2 separate regions of the Mus musculus genome follow, and region 1 is linked to region 2. A link is a contact called in public Micro-C data. All regions are on one chromosome and are shown on one strand. Each heading gives the region's core, a stretch centred on a gene start, on an enhancer-like site or on the middle of the called end of the contact. The rest is flanking DNA. Distances are from core to core; before and after follow the strand shown. Region 1 overlaps Cmss1 (cms small ribosomal subunit 1). Region 2 holds the start of Kpna1 (karyopherin (importin) alpha 1).

Region 1 (6,528 bases), core at 998-3,497, about 21 Mb after region 2:
GACTAAAAAGATCTGTCAGGAGTCTGGTTTCCATCCTGGACTCTAGAACATTAAAGCTGGCCTGGTCTCCGACTAGACATTAGTATGGAAACCTCATGCTTTAGCTTTCCCGAACTTCCTCTATTCTTTCTTTCTGGTATGTTTTAGTGAATGGTCAGGAACCCCGGTAGGCTTGCAGCGAGGACCTAGTACCCCCACTTCCTCTTTCTCTTAGGGAGGGACCCATCTTCGGCAGGAGGCAGAGGCTCCAAGGAACTGATGGTTGCCCAGGCAACTCTCCTACAGGAAACAGGAGGTCAAGGTCCCTGTCCCTCACTCTCTTCTGCACCTACATTGTCACGCCCAGCTAGCTGGAGAAAAGCAAATCCTTTACAGATGGAGAAAGAGAAAGTCAGGATGAAACAGTGCGTTTTTCTTCTATTTCTCCGGTACAAGTTGATAGTAACATGTTTGAAACAGGAGAAAAGCCCAAAACTGGAAGTTTGGAGATACAGGTCCATGTAAGTAAAAAAGCACGCTCTTTTATAAAACCATAAAAGAAGAGGTGGCTGAGGCCTGTGAGCTCAGTAGATCAGAAACAGTTCAAGGGCATCCTTGGCCACATCGTGAACTGGAGGCCAGTCTGGGCTGTGAGAGATCTTGTCTCAGAAAAGCAAAATAAAAACAACAAAACATCACCATTCACAGTAAGAAGCCCTCAAGCAAGCCTTTTCTCTTACAGAAAGAACTCCAACTAAAAGCAAAAGAAACAGGAGCAAAAGATGGGATCATACAGGAGTCTAAAAAGGAAACATCACACACAGACAAAACCCCGAGATGAAGCTTCCACTCACGCGCAGTGATTGATGGTGCTGAGGCGGAAGTCACTGCCTTAAGCTAACATGTGAGCTTACTCTGTGGTGAATGAGGCAGAGGCTGTGGAGAAGAGAGAGGCCATGGGACTTGAACTCTCGTCCTAAGGAGGAGCAGAGTATGCCAACCCAGCACTGGCATGACAAAGAGCACACCCAAGGAGAAGAGTCTGATGTTTCAGACTACTACTGATGTTTCTCGTAGCTTTATTCTATATTCTTCACACTTTTTTAGTCTTATGGTGATGAAGATTCCCCAAAATTTGCAAGAGGAAAAAACCCGAGCCCCTTCCTCCCCAAATCAAATCCCAGTTATTACTCCGCAGGCAAAGGTCAATGATTCTCACATTAATGAGATTCAGGATCATGCTTGGCTATAACAACGGTGAGCCCAGAGTATTTAGGACAAGCCGTTTGGTAATAATTACCTCAGTCTCTTATTCTGACCTTATTATGGTCAAGTGTGTATCCGTAACCAACTGAAGCTAATTTTAATGCGTGGGTTTTCTATTTGAGGATAGAGAGTTAAGAAGGATGCTAATTGAGAAGGGGGAGGGAGAGAGTGAGGAGCAAGAGCAGGAGAGCATGCTCACTCACACTCGCAGGGTCGAGCAGGTACAAACTGCCCTATGAGTTTGTCAGAAAGAGCTGGATAGCCTTGTGTCTTCCCTCTAGTCCAGCGTGGTTGTTTCTGCTCTCTTAGAGCGAATTTCTGATTATACCCTCACAAATGGACTAGCTCTCTACTCTGCGCCCCCACCCCAAATTGTGAAATTTCTGGCAGAAATGAGATCTGTCAAAACAGGTTCGACGTATTTTTATTGGTTCCCCCAGACCATGACGACATTCCCTGAGAGGCTGTGCCAGGAAACTATTAAGGGCCGTGAAGCAGCAGTGAAAGTTCTTAGGAGTACAAGCTTGTCTGGTACCCCAGGAGGCAGTGCAAGCAGCCACCAGCCTGTTGGCTGGGCCACTGTCTCAACTGTGCGCATGTCACCACACACACACACAGACACAGACACACACACACACACACACACACACACACAACTGTGTGCATGTCAACACACACACACACAGACACACACACACACATACACACACACACACACACACACACACACACACACACACACACTCTTAGAGAACAGTAGACTGTCTTTCTAAAAAGAAACATTTGGGACACAATGGGCAATTCCCTTCCTGCCTTCTAATCCCCTGCTTGCCCAGAGTAGAATAGGCAGCAAATGGCTGAGGTAAGAGCGTTGCACAAATAAGATAATTCATTCAAGCAGTTAATAGGTCCGTTCTCAAGCAGGGAGGCTAACCAGACCTACACCTGGATCGTGAGAACGGTGGCTTTCTCCCCAGATGGAAGAAAGGCTCCATTCTAAAGCCAGGTGCAGAAATGCAGCTGCACTCTTGTAAAGGACACCACTGAGTCTGCTGGTGCTGAGAGCACTCTGTTAATGGCTATGCGAGTGCCTAACGCTGCCAGTCTTAACCGAAGCAGCAGCCTTACAGAAGATAAGAAACTAAACGGAAACAAAGTGTGGAGGTACTGGACTGTTGTGGAGATTTCCAAGTTTGTCAACTGATACCTGGTGACAGTCATGTAGATACTTGGTAAAGTTAGGACTGGATCACAAGCTGGTCCCTGATCTATCAGATCCGTCTGTTTTATAGCGCCACCTGCTGGATGAGGGTGAGAACAAGCTGAACTTTTCTTGGACTGATAACCTATGGATTAAAAAAACACAATGTTTTTTATATTACTAATTCATGGAATTCTGATAGTCTTCTCTGTGCTGGAGTGCTTGCACAAAAGGTCACGGTCAGGTTTATCTTCGCTGTTGTTCTAGCCTCCCACCGTCTTGTCATGAGCACCTCCTTTAGGATAGCTACATGAGTGCCCTGCAGCCGTGCACATGACGTGTCCCTCTCACGCTGAATACTTAACTGTCCTTTTCCATACCTGGGTCATCTGAATTATGTCCTGTAAAAGATAATTGTCTGTAAGACGCCCAAAAATATTCCTTTAAGAAGAAGATAATTCTATTCTATTCTCATAACGAACCCTCCTCAGGAAAACATTAATTACTCAGCCCCAACACGGTCAACTGCCAGAGAGTACTACGTTCCTTCCCTAGAAAGTGAAGAAGAGAAAAAAATAATCTATGTTCAAAGCAATTTTGGCTTAACCTTTAACATAATACATAAGTTTTTCGACTTTGAGAGAAAAAGCTTTGAGTCCAAAATATCCCATCAGACCCTCACAGCTGATGCACTGCAAGCCAGAACTGTGTGGGTAGCTGCTGACATTAACTGAGTTTGTGAGCTCAACAGACAAAGATCCAGAGTCAATGGAGGATGTGATGGCTTGAATGATAAATGGTTCCCATAGTTTGGGGCATCTGACTACCTGGCCCCCAGATGTTGGTGTTTTTTCTGGAAGGTTTAGGAGGTGTGGCCTTGTGGGGAAAGTATATCCCTGGGCGCAGGCCTTGGACTGAAAGGCGATCGCTGTTTCCTCTGCCCCTTCCATGCTTTGTGTCTGTGCACTGAAGATGGGAGCCCGCAGCCTCCTTCTCTGGTTGCTGTGGTATACCTGCCGCTTGCTGCCACGCCTCCTCACCACAATGCCCTCGTCTCTCTGGAACTGCAAGCGCAGATACACTCTCTCTTCCTTAAGCTGCCTTTGGTCACCGTGCTTTGTACAGCGACAGAAAAGTGACAAGCCAGTGACAACTTGTAGATGTGCTGAGAAGGGACAGGAAGGGTGTGTGTGTGTGTGTGTGTGTGTGTGTGTGTGTGTGTGTGTGGTGATGGCACAGTTTATTCTGTTTGAAGTAGGACCCCCTATTTTGGGTCAAATTGTGAACACAGGAGTTTTTCCCATTTCATAGATGAGATCTGGAAACACAGGCAGACTCTGGCTGCACGGCTCCCATATTCTGTGTGACTTTCTCAGTAGTCCGGTGAGGGGGAGTTAGACTCCACGCTTGCTCTTCCGTGCAAAAGTGCACCTGAGCAAGTCTATTTGGGACACGTATTTTTCATGTGTTTTTCTGAAGAAAGAAAACAGTCTCTTGAAGCAGACTCTCCTTGGAGTAAATAAGATAACGGTCTATGAAGGTAGTCATAAAGTAACCTGGCCAGTGTACCCCAGGACTTCAGAATTCCAACTGGACCCCGGGTGGCTAACAGGCAGCTTCACATGTTTCTTGCTTTAATCACCACTACCCACGACATTACCAAAACATTTATTTAGTCTGTTTTTAATCTCACCACATGGCAAATGACTGCCCACATAAACAAAACACTTTAGTGCTCTATGAATTCTTTGCGACTGAGACCCCTGGAGGGAAAGAAATGTGTAATGGCTACCTGAAGCACACTGAGTTTTCTACAAGTGAGTGATTGACTCTCATTCAAAAAGGGAGAAGGAGAAGTAAAATTCTCCAAAAGAGCAGTGGAAGGGCATTTTGGGTATTATACACACACCACAGAAAATCAAGGGAGCCCTGCCAGCTCCTAACTAACTATGAGAAGCACGAGATAGAAGTCAGCTGTGGAGACATAGGCAAGGGAAAGAGACAAGGATTTCTTTGAGAGGAAAAGCCATGTAAGCTCCCCACACTGTGCATGGTGGAGGTTGTAGTATGCCTTAGAATCATCCAGAGGACTTCTGAGTAGTGGTTTTCAAGCTATAGGGGCAAAACGTCAGCAGTTTACTAGAACACTGATGGCTAGCTCGTCCCCATTCAAGAGATTTGGATTCAGCAGGGAATGGATGGGCCTAGAAAATCTGCATTTTCGATGCTGACACACACACAGCATCACCCACATTCTGAGCAACAGAGAGGCAGCATCCCCAACAAGTTGCCAAGAGAATATCACACTAACTGTTCAGTGTGTATCTCCACCGCATTCCTGTCTATATGCCCCCACCTTATTCCCTTAGCCTTATCATTCTCTGTGTCATTACACACTGTATGTCTACATACAATGTATCTCTACAATACATACTGTACAGCACCAGACTCTGCTATGCACATGGCTTGGATGTGTGCCCAACATATATTTGTAGGTATATCTTGCACAAGCAGTATCAAGATTCAAACCTTTGATTTCCAAACTAGTCACTCTGTGAAAGTTCAGCAGAATTTCTTCAAAACTTAGCTGTTTTGGTCACTTGAGTCGTATGTGGTAGATCACAACATGGAACTTACTAGAAGTGATTCTTATACATGAGTGCCACTTGCCAGCCTTCCCTCAATGACTGTGATGTTAAAGAAAAGCGCCAAGCAGAAACCATGTGCACCATTTGAACTGTGAACATTTCCCAAGTCTTTGATCAGTGTCTTCCTTCCTCCATTCCAGACCCTTGTGGCCTGTGGAGAATTCCGAGGACCTTAAGCAAGTTCTGTGAACCTAGGGTTGTATTTATTAAAACTTAAAGAATGAAAACCAGCTATGTCATAAATGAAGTCAATAGACCCCAGAGCACTGAACCCAGCACGGTCCTGGCAAGCCACATTGGTCCGACACCTGAGAAGTGTTTTCCAAGTTAGAAAGAAAAAGGGAGCAGCGTGCACTGCATTTGTGTGACGTTGTTGGGACGGGAAGTTGGAAAAAGCCAGTGGAGGCCTGGAGTTGGTGACAAATTGGTCCTTTAAGATACACAGGAAATACTCAGAGGTTTCTGTCTGTTTAGTAAGTTAAATTGCAAAGCAGAAATTCACGACATGTTTACTTGATACAGCCTCCTCCTTCCCAACCCATGAAATCCCAAATACATTCCGAGAAGACAGCTCAGTAGCCTTAAAAGGAAAGAGCCCTTGAGCAGACCTCAGACTCACTTTCAAAGTCTCCATTGTTTCTGGACCTCGGAGAACAGACATGCTGAAAGAAAAACAAATCTGAACAATGCTCCCACCAGCCCTTCTAGAGGCTTAAGTCAGTTGGGTTTGAGAGAATTTACAAGTATTTTTTCCACCCTCAAGTGTGAACACTCAGTACCGGCAGCAAGGGCTCCGACAGAGAGAATTTACTTCTAAGTTCTGGGGACATGTAGCATGATTTTCACATTTGGTTAGATGGACTCGTATCCTCTAATAGCAGAATATACCAGTCCATCTCTTTGAAATGGTCATTTTTACAGAAAAAAGAAATGTCATGTTTTCAAAATGTGTTCTGTGTTTTGCCCCATGCCCAGAGTCTTGGTGAAGTTTCATGTAGATGACTTCTTCTCTAAGCTTGCAAACTGTATGAAATAAATAAAACAAGGATTGTGAATGAAGTCTACAAATTAAAGTAGCCCTTAAAGAAGGTCAGACTCTGGGGAAGTGGATAGATATTCTGATCAGAATACTGATTGTTAATTGTTCAGGGTGAGGCAGAAGCTTAAAAGCCTTTAATTTAATCTGGTTAGATTTTCTTTTAAAGAAGAAAGGAATTTAAAGTGAGAAATCACAGTCGCCATGTCTGGAGTCTGAGCAACAAGCTAGTCAGATGGCATGCTGCTGATTCACAAGATGGTAAGATCATGCTATCATATACAGCACAGACGTCCACGTACATAGTAATAGTCCTCTTATGCTTCATGGTCAGCCATGTTTACTGTTCTATTGAGAGTAGAGATAACTTTACATTTTCTCTAAAGAAAAAGATTATA
Region 2 (5,979 bases), core at 714-3,213:
CAGAGGTGGCACCGCCCACAGTGAGTCTCACATTTATCGTGAGTCAGGAAAACACCCCACCGACGAGCCTTCAGGCCAATCTGGTGGGAGCAGTTAGCCCATGTGGTCCTTTTTCTCCTCCTGTCTTACATTTATAGATGTATTGATTCGAAGAGTAAAAAAGTAAAATAATGACTGCCCTGAGAACTGGCGCTGCGGGATGAACCGAACGCTGGGTTAAGGCGCCCGATGCCGACGCTCATCAGACCCCAGAAAAGGTGCTGTTCCTCTCGTACTGAGCAGGATTATCATGGCAACAACACATCATCAGTAGGGTAAAACTAACCTGTCTCACGACGGTCTAAACCCAGCTCACGTTCCCTATTAGTGGGTGAACAATCCAACGCTTGGTGAATTCTGCTTCACAATGATAGGAAGAGCCGGTTAGACAAGCGCAGAAGGGAAAGAGAAGATAGACAGAGCTGGTTTGAAAATTGGTTTAATAAGTCTCCTTGGTTTACCACCCTTGTTTCTACCCTTGCCGGTCCCCTAATCATCCTTTTGCTTTTGCTCACTTTTGGACCTTGCATTCTTAATAAGTTAGTGGCTTTTGTAAAAGACAGGGTTAGTGTTGTACAGGTAATGGTGCTCCGACAACAGTACCTGACTTTGCCGAAAGAAGAAGAGGGGTCGCTCTAAGATTAGAGCTACTCACAAGAAGAAGTGGGGAAATGAAGAGTAAAAAAATAAAATAATGACTGCCCTGAGAACATGGGCCCCCGCCCCCGGCCAGATGGCCTAATTCCCTGGAACTCTTGGGAAAAACAACCACAAAATGTTTCAATGTCCCAGGTGCCTTGAAGTAAATATCCGCCCCTAGACTTCCCCTGTTTCCTCTCCCATCCTCCCCCTAGGTTCTGGTTTTTACCTTTATAAACCTGCTGGAAAATAGGGTTGGGGTCAGACTCCTCTACCCCTGCGTGGTGTATGGGTCTCGACCTCAGCATGCTGGTTTGTGTGCCATTAAAAACCTCGTGTGTTTGCAGCAAGCGTGACTGTGGCTTTCTGGGCTCGCGATCCCTGAGACTTGAGTGAGGGTCTCCCTTCGGGGGTTCTACAGATTCATGTCCGGTGCTCCTCAGTATTCCTTTTAAACTGACTTGTTAAACCGTGTCCTGTGGTTGTGATTTTCCTGTGACCTCTACTTGCTGTCTTAAAGTGTTCCTTTGAAGCCACCGCTCTACTCCCCAGAAAGAAAAAAAAATTCTATCATGTAACGGTTAAGTCATTTCCCTAAATATTTTGTTTTAGCGTGCCTTCTCATAGCAACGCAAATATTTTCGCTGGAAATTGCCGTTTTTGAGATAGGGGTCTTTCTACGTAGTAATGCTGGTCTAGAATTCGCCATTCTCCTGCCTCAGACTTCCTAGAGCTGAAAATACAGGCGTGCGTTACCGTCATGCTAGGCTCAAAAAGCGATTTAATGTTATATGATACTAATAAATTACCGGGTAAGATGGGTGAGAACTGAAGAGAATACCCAGAAAGTTCCTGCAAACGGGTTGCATGTGAATTCTTTGAACGTGAGACACTGACGTATTTTGTAATACTCCCTCAGCCTCCAACCATGCCATCATTCATCCAATAAGCATGCTCGGCTGTGAGGTACCTACCATGTGAGAGGGAAGCTATATTGATGTGAGGGGGAATCCGTCCATTCTGGAAGAGCTTAGTAAGGACAAGTTTGTTTCCATAACTTCTATATGTCTGCGCTTTTACTGACTGCCAACCTGGTCCGCAGAGACCCACGCCCTGGCCGCCGCCTTTTCCCTGGCCGCCGCTAGCCTAGGGCGTCCACGCTCGGAGACTCCGCTTCCCGGCAGCCCCTGCGGCAGGCGGCGGAGAAGCGCACGCAGGCGCGCCGGCCGGCCCCCGCACGCAGGCGCAGTGCGCACGCCGGCTGAGCTGGGTCTCGCGGCTCTGTGAGCGGCAGCGGAGAGCGAGGCCTGGTGAGCGCCGCCGTGGTGCGCGCCGGCTGGTCAAGGTTGTGCGCAGAAGAGGCGCAGCGGGCGGGCCAAGAGCGAGCGTCTCCCTCTTCGTAGTGGCACCGGGACCGGTCGCCTGGAGCCGGTGAGTGGGGGCACCTCGCGGCCCCTCCCCCTCGGCGGGCGGCTCTGGGTCCCCCTCCGCGGACCCGAGGGAGGCCCCGGGGCGAAGGCGGACGCGGGCGGAAGCCGGAGCTGGCTCGGGCGCGCCGGGGACCGGACCCTCGCGTCGCTCCGGTGCGTCACGGGCCCGGCGGTCCTAACGGCCGCGCGGCGGCGGAGCGGGGTGGGGGTGGGGAACGCTGGTGCTCGCCGTGAGGAACGCCGGTCGGGGCGGGGCGGCGCGGCGCGGCGCGGCGGTGGAAGCGGCGTCGGGGACTGCGGGGCGCCGGGCGGCGGCGCGGAGTCTGCGCGCCGCGCTAGCTTGAGGGCGGGGGCGGGCGGCGCGGAGTGCGGTGGCTGAGGCCGAGGCGTGCGGGGCCGATCGGGGAGTTGGCAGGTTACCACCGGGGCCGGTGTTTGGAGGGAGGTGGGGGTGGAGACGGGAGGCTTGCAGTTTACAGATGTCATAACTACGCGGGCCTGGAGCTGCTGACGGGGGTGTGGTAATTATAGCAATGACAAGTTGGTCGGCTGTGTGAGCCGGCGATGCGAGGGAAACCGCCAAGCCTTAGCTGAGGCTCGCATTGGGAGCAGAAAACTGGAGGGTGACTGGGATCAGGGACATCGGCAAGAAAGAATGTGTGGGTTGAATGCAGCTGCTTCCAAACCACTTTTCAATGAAAAGTTTCACATGAATTGATTTTAAGGCTTAAACTTCGGCTTGGTAAATTACTATAGGAATCAGCCACCGAGAAATGCTTTTGAGATATTAAACACTATTGTCTGGCCTTTTCCCTCTTAAAAGAGTTCCGTCAAACACCTCCTTCCTCCTCCTCCTCCTCCTCCTCTTTTTTTTGTGTTTTTGTTTTTGTTTTTTTTCGAGACAGGGTTTCTCTGTGTAGCCCTGGCTGTCCTGGAACTCACTCTGTAGACCAGGCTGTCCTGGAACTCACTCTGTAGACCAGGCTGTCTTGGAACTCAGAAATTCACCTGCCTCTGCCTCCCAAGTGCTGGGATTAAAGGCGTGCGCCACCACTGCCCAGCCTGTTTTTTTTTGAGGTTGGGTTTTGTTTGGTAGGCTGGCTTTGAGCTTCTTATCCTGCCCTGGCCTTCGGGGTGGCAGGATTTCAGAGTCACACAGAAACTACACAGTCAGTTCAAAATTTCCATCAGTCTAGATATCAAAGTAGGTACTAACTAGTCCCAACCTTCTTGCCTGTAGGTTGCCTTTTCTTTGTTTTTGAGACAAGTCTCACTATTTAGTCATGGCTGGCCTAGCATTACATTGGTTGTCTTGAACTCAAAACACTCCTGCCTCAGCCTCTCAAGTGTTTGGGGTTACAGCATGCCTGCACGTGCGGGTGTTAGTATAAATTTGTATTCATGATGTGTACAACATTTACTTATTTATATACTTACTTTTAGATAGGGTCTCATTACATAGCTCTGGAATTCTTACATAGACCAGGCTGCCACTGAACTCAGAGATCCACCTGCCTCTGCTCTTGGAATTCTGAAATTAAAGACGTGTGTTGTCACACCTGACCTCCTTTCTCCATTTTAAAGGCTGAAAGGTCTAAATTTTGAAAGGAACTTGAGAATGGTTTAGCTTTTTAGTTTTGCTGAAATAACTTATTCTTGGCGGATTATCGTTTATGTGATATACAATTTTAAGATGGAGGCCTGAGAAGAAGTAAAGAAATAAAAGCAAATTTACAGCAACTTTGAAGCAGATATTAGCTTTTCCTAGCATAAATGAAAGCACGGAAGAACACAGTATTAGTTTTAAAAATAGCTTGTTTTGGGCTGGTGAGATGGGTCAGTGGGTAAGAGCACTGACTGCTCTTCCAAAGGCCTTGAGTTCAAATCTCAGCAACCACATGGTGGTTCACAACCACCTGTAATGAGGTCTGACACCGGTGCCTTTCTGGTGCGTCTGAAGTCAGCTACAGTGTACTTATGTATAGTAACAAATATTTTTAAAAAAAAGAATAGCTTGTTTCTTATAAATATTTTATTTCCTTTTTAAGTGTGTGAATGTTTGTAAGTGCATCATGATGGTGCCTGGTGCTTGCAGAGGCCATATGAGGGTGTTAGAGTCTCTAAAAGTGGAGTTGAAGATGGTTTGAGTTTGGGTACCAGGAACCAAACCTGTCTTCTGCAAGAACAGCAAGTGCTCTTAACAGCTGAACCATCTTTCTAGTCCAGAAACCTCTAGAAGAAGACTTTGTTCTAGGGAAAAAAATATTTGCTGATAAAAATGCATTGTAAAGCCCGGTGTGGTGGCGCACGCCTTTAGTCCCGGTACTTGGGAGGCAGAGGCAGGCGGATTTCTGAGTTCGAGGCCATCCTGGTCTGCAAAGTGAGTTCCAGGACAACCAGGGTTATACAGAGAAACCCTGTCTCAAAATGCATTGTAAGAGATAGTAGCTAGTTCCTATAATCCTAGCACAGACAGAGGCCAGAAGATCCTGAGTTTTGAAGCTAGCCTAGAACTTTACCCTGTCACAAAACAAGAAAGCAAAACCTGCAGGAGTATAGCATGCCAGAGGCCTGTAGTTAACCCTCCCAAAAGGTCTACAAAATCAGACCTAGAAAACCTATGGTCAAGTAAAGAGAATAAAGATATTACCTACACTTGGATTATACTTTTTTTTTTTTTTTTTTTGTTAGGGTCTCTTTATGTAGACTTGGCCGTCTTGGAACTCAAGTTTTGGCATTAAAGGTGTGTCCTCCTCTGCCAGGCAATTATGCTGTTTTTATTTTTGTGGTGCCAGGGATCCATTTCTTGGTCTTATACATACTAGGTTAGTTCTTTGTTGCAGGATTATTTCTCCAGTCCTTGCATTATATGCTTTTTGGATGTTGTCATGAAATGTTACACATCTTTAACTAGACATGACACATACCAAAGGGAACCACAAAAAACCAAAAACAAAATAAAAAACTTTGTTTCTAGTGGTAGGCTCTTTTTGTGTGTATGTGGGGTATATACATGAGGGTTGCAAGCATATGACTGTCTAGGTTCCTGTGCTCATGTCTGTGAATGTGGAAGTTGGAGAAGGACTTTGGGCATCTTCCTGTATTAATCTTTCCTGCTTGCTTTGAGAAAGGGCCTCTTGAATCTGAAGCTTGTGGCTTGTCAGCTAAGCTGGCTGTCAGGCAGTTGAGCAGAGGTCTGCATATCTTTGCTCACCAATACTGGGTTTACATCATGTACATCCATACCCCTATTTTTTTTAATTTGGATATTGGGAGTGAAACTCATATCTTCATCCTTTGCCAGCAAGAGCTCTTACCCACTGAGAAATCTCCCCAGCCTTGGCTTTCTCTTTTAAAAAATAATTATGTGCATATGAGTGTATGCTGCATGTGTGGGGTTGCCTGTGGAGGTGGCCTGAAGAGGGTTGTGTTGGATCCCATGGAGCTGGAATTACAAGCAATTGTCAGCTGTCCAACATGAATTCTGGGGATCAAATTTGGGTCCTCTGGAAGAGCAGCGAAGTCTCTTTATTGAGCTACCCCCTCCAGTCATTGCCTCTTCCCTCCCCTCTCCCTTAAATGCAGGATCTCTTGTATTAAACTAATGTTTTTTTGTAAGCAGTATTGTTTCTGTGTTGACTGGTAGGCTCAGTGGGTTCAATATTTGTAATTTTCTTCAGTTTCTACTGTGTCAAAAATTGTTTTATACCAGTAGTCATTTTTCTGAGATATTTTGTTGCTTTCAATTATTTTATCATTTTATCTTTCCCATGAATGGAGAGTAGGATTATATCCTTTCATCCCTAGGATTAGCTCTAGCATTTGGGAAGGAGATAGGAAATCAGAAGTTCAGAGTTATCCTCTGCACAAA

Evidence for each region. Hi-C and Micro-C count contacts between places; a contact is called where the count stands out from the background.
Region 1: a contact with region 2 is called in a Micro-C map of palatal mesenchyme, with 9 times the contacts expected there. The contact joins the enhancer-like site here to the promoter of Kpna1 in region 2. A contact is called at or near these places in 1 of 39 promoter capture datasets (embryonic stem cells), 7 of 484 Hi-C or Micro-C datasets (cerebellum, embryonic stem cells and palatal mesenchyme), 1 of 115 datasets of contacts at active chromatin or transcription factors (embryonic stem cells) and 1 of 9 other capture datasets (embryonic stem cells).

The regions. Positions count from the first base shown.
Region 1 is chr16:57,396,279-57,402,806 of GRCm38.p6, forward strand. All of the region lies in intron 1 of Cmss1 (cms small ribosomal subunit 1), which reads right to left. All of the region lies in intron 1 of Filip1l (filamin A interacting protein 1-like), which reads left to right. Among named protein-coding and RNA genes, the nearest start is that of Filip1l, 46 kb to the left of the region's middle. Within about 2 kb of position 2,248, at least 44 of the 459 cell types and tissues checked have an H3K27ac peak or open chromatin away from gene starts, as enhancers often do. A contact at or near this core is called in palatal mesenchyme, where this site is marked.
Region 2 is chr16:35,981,400-35,987,378 of GRCm38.p6, forward strand. It overlaps Kpna1 (karyopherin (importin) alpha 1), which reads left to right and starts at 1,964. Exons shown (of 14, transcript NM_008465.5): 1 at 1,964-2,109. Gm15564 (a long non-coding RNA gene) reads right to left here and starts at 1,930. Exons shown (of 2, transcript XR_001781900.2): 1 at 1,653-1,930.